2 separate regions of the Sus scrofa genome follow, and region 2 is linked to region 1. A link is a contact called in public HiChIP or PLAC-seq data. All regions are on one chromosome and are shown on one strand. Each heading gives the region's core, a stretch centred on a gene start, on an enhancer-like site or on the middle of the called end of the contact. The rest is flanking DNA. Distances are from core to core; before and after follow the strand shown. Region 1 has its middle 23 kb from the start of SMARCA5. Region 2 overlaps GAB1 (GRB2-associated-binding protein 1).

What was found. HiChIP or PLAC-seq counts read pairs in DNA pulled down with a chosen protein or histone mark.
Region 2: a contact with region 1 is called in an H3K27ac HiChIP or PLAC-seq map of skeletal muscle, with 6 times the contacts expected there. The contact joins two enhancer-like sites. A contact is called at or near these places in 1 of 5 promoter capture datasets (liver), 9 of 47 Hi-C or Micro-C datasets (alveolar macrophages, embryonic fibroblasts, fetal heart ventricle and 4 more) and 1 of 2 datasets of contacts at active chromatin or transcription factors (skeletal muscle).

What each region holds. Positions count from the first base shown.
Region 1 is chr8:84,246,436-84,249,464 of Sscrofa11.1, forward strand. No RefSeq gene overlaps it. Among named protein-coding and RNA genes, the nearest start is that of SMARCA5, 23 kb to the left of the region's middle. Within about 2 kb of position 1,761, at least 4 of the 83 cell types and tissues checked have an H3K27ac peak or open chromatin away from gene starts, as enhancers often do. A contact at or near this core is called in skeletal muscle, where this site is marked.
Region 2 is chr8:84,318,464-84,321,481 of Sscrofa11.1, forward strand. The region is part of intron 1 of GAB1 (GRB2-associated-binding protein 1); the gene reads right to left. Among named protein-coding and RNA genes, the nearest start is that of GAB1, 72 kb to the right of the region's middle. Within about 2 kb of position 1,623, at least 13 of the 83 cell types and tissues checked have an H3K27ac peak or open chromatin away from gene starts, as enhancers often do. A contact at or near this core is called in skeletal muscle, where this site is marked.

The DNA.
Region 1 (3,029 bases), core at 511-3,010:
TGAGCCATGAGGGGAACTCCATGTTTGCATTTTTATTTTTTATTTTTTTGTCTTTTGTCTTTTAGGGCCGCACCCGTGCCATGTGGAGGTTCCCAGAATAGGGGTCGAATCACAGCTGTTGCTGCCGACCTACCCCACAGCCACAGCAACAGCACCAGATCCAAGCTGAGTCTGCAATCTACACCACAGCTCATGGCAATGCTGGATCCTTAACCCCCTGAGAGAGGCCAGGGATCAAACCTGAAACCTCATGGTTCCTTGTCTGATTCGTTTCCGCTGCGCCATGACGGGAACTCTCATGTTTGCACTTTTAAATGAAAATTTTATCTGGAATGCTCTGGCTGCCTCAAAATGAATATTAGACGTGTCTTGTGTCTTCCTCCATGTCAGCTAAACCCCAGGCTCTGGGGCAGGGCTCGGATGGCCACAGTCTTCCCAGGACAGCCTGAAATCTCTATAATTGCTCATATTCTCTGTGTTATACACAGAGGTCCTAATAGACCTGGAGAACCAGAAAAGCCAGGGTCATGTGGGTGAATCAAAGTAGAGGAAGAAAGACGGGGAAGAGCCTTCAAAGACAGCTCCTACACCTCAACAGCAAAAAACAACCCAATGGAAAAAGGGATCTGAATAGACATTTCCCCCAAGGAGACATACAGATGGCCAAAAGGCACAGGAAGAGATGCTCAACATCATTAATGATCAGAGAAATGCACTTTAAAACTACAAGGAGATATCACCTCATACCAGATTAAGAGGCAAAAACTACTATGTATAAAATACAGAGAATATAGGTAATATTTTATTGTAACTATAACGGAACACAATCTTTAAAAATTGTGAATCACTGTGTTGTACACTTACACTTATCTAATACTGTGCATCAATTATACCTCAATAAAAAAAGCCACCTGGGAGGCTGAGTGGAGCCCTAACTAGAGCCAAGGGGAGCCAGGGGATCCCCGGAAGAGATCCAGGTGAGAAAAGACCTAGGAGTAAACAAAGGCAGGGACGGAAGAGAAGAGAATGGTCTTTAAAAAGAGGAACATTTATTATATGAGTAAAGGTAAAAGGGTAAGAGCTATAAAAATGTATTCATGAGGATTCCTCACAATCAAATACATCACGAAATGTGTGGACAGTGATGAGCGTTGCAGTGACATCCTCTTCCTGGGTACATTCCCGGTCTCCTCCACCTTCCTGGCCATCAGTCTGACCTCTCCATAGCTGCCCAGCCCCCTCTCCAACTTCTCTCCATCTTCTCTCTGCTCCCTGTTCCTCCAGCTACAAAAAACAGGGTGCCAGAACAGATGTGAATTGCACATTCCTTAAAAGCGGCGCAAAACCATCTAAGATGTCACAGGAAATCCTCAAAAGCTGTTAATAGACTGTAAGCTTTATTCATAGTAACAAGGCTTATGTCAATGCTGCCAATTTTTCCTTTGGTGAATTGGTCTGATTCCACAAGATCTTGGGTGGAAGCGGTGGCGGATGGCTGAAGCAGATGGAGGAAAAGGTCACTGGAGGTGAAGAAACTGAGAGAAACCAGTGTTCTGTATGCACTGCTCAGGAGGATATGAAAGTCACCCAGAGCCTTGAAAGGGACAGAGAAGAGGAGAAGGCAGCGATTTACAGGTTGACGAGAGGGCAAGAGGGAGTGAGCACTGAATGACAAGGGGTAACCAGGAGTCACTAGGTCTTAGCAACAGGAACAGTGATGTCTTAAGCTAAAGTGCTAGGGATTTGGGCAGAGGAGGGAGGCTTGTTCGAAGCAGTGTTGGAGAGGAAGGGAACTCCCTTCCTGCTCCCAGGTCCTGGGGTAGGACAGGAAATAGTTCTACTTGAAAGAGTTGGGGAAGTGGTATCCTCAGGGGAGCCTACCTTCCATCAAGGAAAACTGAGTATCAAGGGAAGATAAAGTTTTTCAGAGAATCAGAGGGAAGGTTGCAAAGGGAAAGGGGTGCGAGACTGGGGTAGCTGATGGGATGATGCTTTTAGGGTTGAAGAACCGGAGATGACAGCAACAGGAATTCCAGGAAGGCTGAGGAGACTAGGGGTGTGAGGAGCTCTCAGGGGCAGGGGCTGACCCCATGGCCGGAGTGGTGTTGTGAGTGGCAAAGTGAAGTCCTGAGAGGACAATTCCTTCCTCCTGTTGCACGCCTTTGAATGATCATCTCAGCTGAGAAGATTTCCATTTTATAGCTGCAAAAGGAAGACCGCTGAACGTTTGTAACAGCTTTAGCTTTAACAGCCAAAGAGCAGAAAAAATTCACGTAACGAATGGATAATTAAATGTGAGGCATCCCTGAAATGGACTATCACTCAGCTATGAAAAGGCATCAAGTACTGATTCAGGCTACAACATGGATGACTCCTGTACACACCAAGCCAAGTGAAAGAAGAAAGTCGCAGGAGACCACACATTGTATTATATATATGCCGTTTATATTAAATGTCCAGGAAAGGGAAATCTACAGAGACAAGATAGATTGGCAGTTGTCAAGGGTTTCAGGTAGGGTTGGGGAAATGGGTAGTGTTTGCTAATAGGTACAAAGTTCCTCTTTGAATTGATGAAATTGTTCTAAAATAAACTGCGGTGATGATGGCACAACTTTGAATATACTAAAAACCATTGAATTGAACACCTTAAGTGGGTAGAAAATGGAATGTAAATTATATCTCAATAGAAAAGGAGGGCAATAATTCCTGTTCTAATTAAACAAAATATGGATGTGAGAATACTTTGGAGACAAAAAAGCACAAAATGCACATGAGATCACTAAGGCAAGTGTGGGGAAATCTTCACTGAGGACTTAAAGAAAAGGACTAATATTTGGGGCTGTCATAACTGAGTCACTGAAGGTATGGCGACAGAACATACGGCGTCAAGAAACTTACAATTGTACTTTTTGTGAAAGAATATACAAGTTGATTCCACTTTTCGTCAGGATTTACCTTGCAGATTCAGTTTTATGCACAAGGGGGCGATGTCCACCAAATAACAAACATGCATAGCTGCTGGAACTGCA
Region 2 (3,018 bases), core at 373-2,872, 72 kb after region 1:
ACAAATGCATATATCACTTATGTTGTTTTTATTACTTTCTGAAAAGAACATGCTTGCTTAAATAGTGGCTTTTTAAAAAATAAATACCAGTAACAATCTGAAATTTTTAAAAATTTTATCTTCCCTAAACCCCAAATTTCTAAACTTTATTTCCTGTTCAGCTATCAATCCAAAATAATTAATTCTGGAATAAAGATAGCATTTAGAGTTTCCGGCAAAACACACTAAAACATACTCCTTTTCTCTTTGAAGTTTCTTCCTATTAAGTAAAACACCAATATTTGGATCACAGTTCAAAAACAACATCTAGAGAAAAAGCACTGAAGTGTTACAAAACAAAATTCAAATTCCCGAAATTACACTTACATGTAAGCAAGCCAAAATAATGCTCAGTATAATTTTCTTCTAAACATCATCAGTACAAGGCTTCCAGAACAAAAGATACGGCAACAAAAGGTTTCCTTTGAAAGACATGCTTCCAAAGAGATGAATTATGCATTCTGGAGTCACTGCCTATAAAACACATTAAGTTCAAGATGCAAAGAGTAACCTCACCCAAAGAGGGGAACTAAGCACACAGGTGAACATGACACAAAAATTACTCCAGGGAGTTCCTGTTGTGGTGCAGTGGAAACAAATCCGATTAGTATCCCTGAGTATGCGGGTTCAATCCCTAGCTTCGCTCAGTGGGTTAAGGATGTGGTGTTGCCATAAGCTGTGGTGTAGGTTGCAAACACGGCTCAGATCTGGTATTGCTTTGTCTGTTCTGTAAGCCGGCAGCTGTAGCTTCGATATGACCCCTAGCCTGGGAACTTCCCTAAGCTGCAGGTGCGGCCCTGAAAAGCCAAAAAAAAAAAAAAAAAAAAAAAAATTACTCCAGACATAATGAAATCAAGAGGATCTTTGAAGCAAATGTGGAGGACTTGGCCCAAGAACCGATGTTGACGCCTCCCCCACCCCCCACCCCCATGACCAAGGGGGTGTTACTCTTTGGAAAGACATGATTCTTTGGATAAAACATGTTTTCATTCACGTAACACAGATAACAATCTCATTATACAAGAAAAGCTGCTGATCATTTACATCTTTTTTTTTTTTTTTTTTAAGTCAGTGCTACCTTGCCCCTTCCATGATATGTCAGCCCTAAAATGAGCCTGGCTTTCTTTTTCCTGTCAACTTTCCATCTCCCTTGACACCACCCAAGCCTCCTAACCTTTGACCAACAGGAAGTAGATACAATGGACTGAAAATAACAGCCACAGTAAGGACTTGCGTATGCATGTGATTTAAGGCTGAGAAAGGACTGAGAAAGAAAGGTTGGGGGAAAGAAAAAAGAACTAGCTATTTCTGCCAGGGCCATCTGGCAGGACACAACTCATATGAACTCCAAGGAAAACTACTGCCCAAGTTATATAGTGGATAAAAGCTAAAAACACATAGAGTGTGTATAATAATACGTATATAGATATACCATATGCAGTTGCCACAAGATAATGTACACACTTATCTGCTCTAAAAACGGTAGAAACCCCACGAGACAATCAGAGTCATTCACAGAGCGTTGGCATCTGAGGTAACAGACGACAACTGACTGTGTCTGACTTGCCAACTGGGAAGTTCACTAAAGTCTGTAGAAGCTAAAAATAGCCACACAAACATGTTTACAGCATTTTAAAAATACGGGATCCACACTGTCTTCTAAATATAAATCTTGGGTTTGGAGCACAGGGATTGGCTTTGGGTTTTCACAGACGTCACTGGGACATCCCACACTTTGCCACAGAAATTCACATCTCAGTATTTAATTTTAAATACATAATTGGTGGTATTTAACCAGAGTGAAGGCGGGGTGGATCTGGAATAGAGAGGACAGGTAGGAAAGGATGGCATCTACTCCCCCCATTCAATTGAGGGCTTTGGAAGACCCCGAGCCCCAACTCTTTGTGGTAGGATCAGATCGTCATGAAATGCTGAGAGGAGCTATTCTTTTTTATTGTTTTGTTTTGTTTTTATGGCCGCACCTGAGGCATAAGGAAGCTCCCAGGTTTGGGGCAGAACTGGAGCTGCAGCTGCCAGCCTATGCCACAGCCACAGCAATACAAGGTCTCAGCTATACATGCGATCCATGCCACAGCTTGCAGCAATGCAGGATCCTTAACCCACTGAGGAAGACCAGGGATTAAACCCGCATCCTCACAGAGACAACACTGGGTCCTTAACCTGCTGAGCAACAATAGGAACTCCTAAGAGGGGCTATTCTGCCTGAATCTTCCCTCTCTACATCTACACTCTAATCCAGTCCCTGCCCCCTTCCTGAGACTGTAGGTGCTCTTGCAGTAGATACATACACACAGGAAGTCAGGTGGAACATGAACATGTGTAAAAGCCCCCACACCCTCACTGGTACATGAGTGCAGGCATGTTGAAGGCAACAATTCTAATTCTTCTCCTGTTCCTAAAAAGTGAAATAATTCTAAATCAAACACAGGAAAATTTCCAACTAAAACCCATAATGCTCACATCAACTGGGATTGCTGGGGGTGGGTGGGTGGGGCTGTGTATTGAGACCATTAAAGAGTCAAATTAGTGTTTTATTAACATAGAAAAAAAAGTCTATTTGGTCTTTTTACTTTATGCAAAATTATTTTTTTATATTAACTTCTCGATAGAATTTGTTTAGATTTTATCTTCTGCATTTAGTTCCAAGAAATATTTAAAATCTGTCAGCTATTAAAAAAATAAGGGAGAAGTTCCCACCGTGGGGCAAAGGCATCAGAGGCACCTCTGCAGTGCCGGGATGCAGGTTCGATTCCCTCCACCCAGCACAGTGGGTTAAAGGATCTGGTGTTAGCACAGCTGTGTGTAGGTGGCAACTGTGGCTCGGATTTGATCCTTGGCCCGGAAACTCCATATGCTGTGGGGCAGCCAAATAAAAAATAAATAAATAAATAAGGGAAAGAACCTACAGCCAGCAACAGGCTGAGCCCTACGCTTGTATGTTATAAACTTCAAATGCCT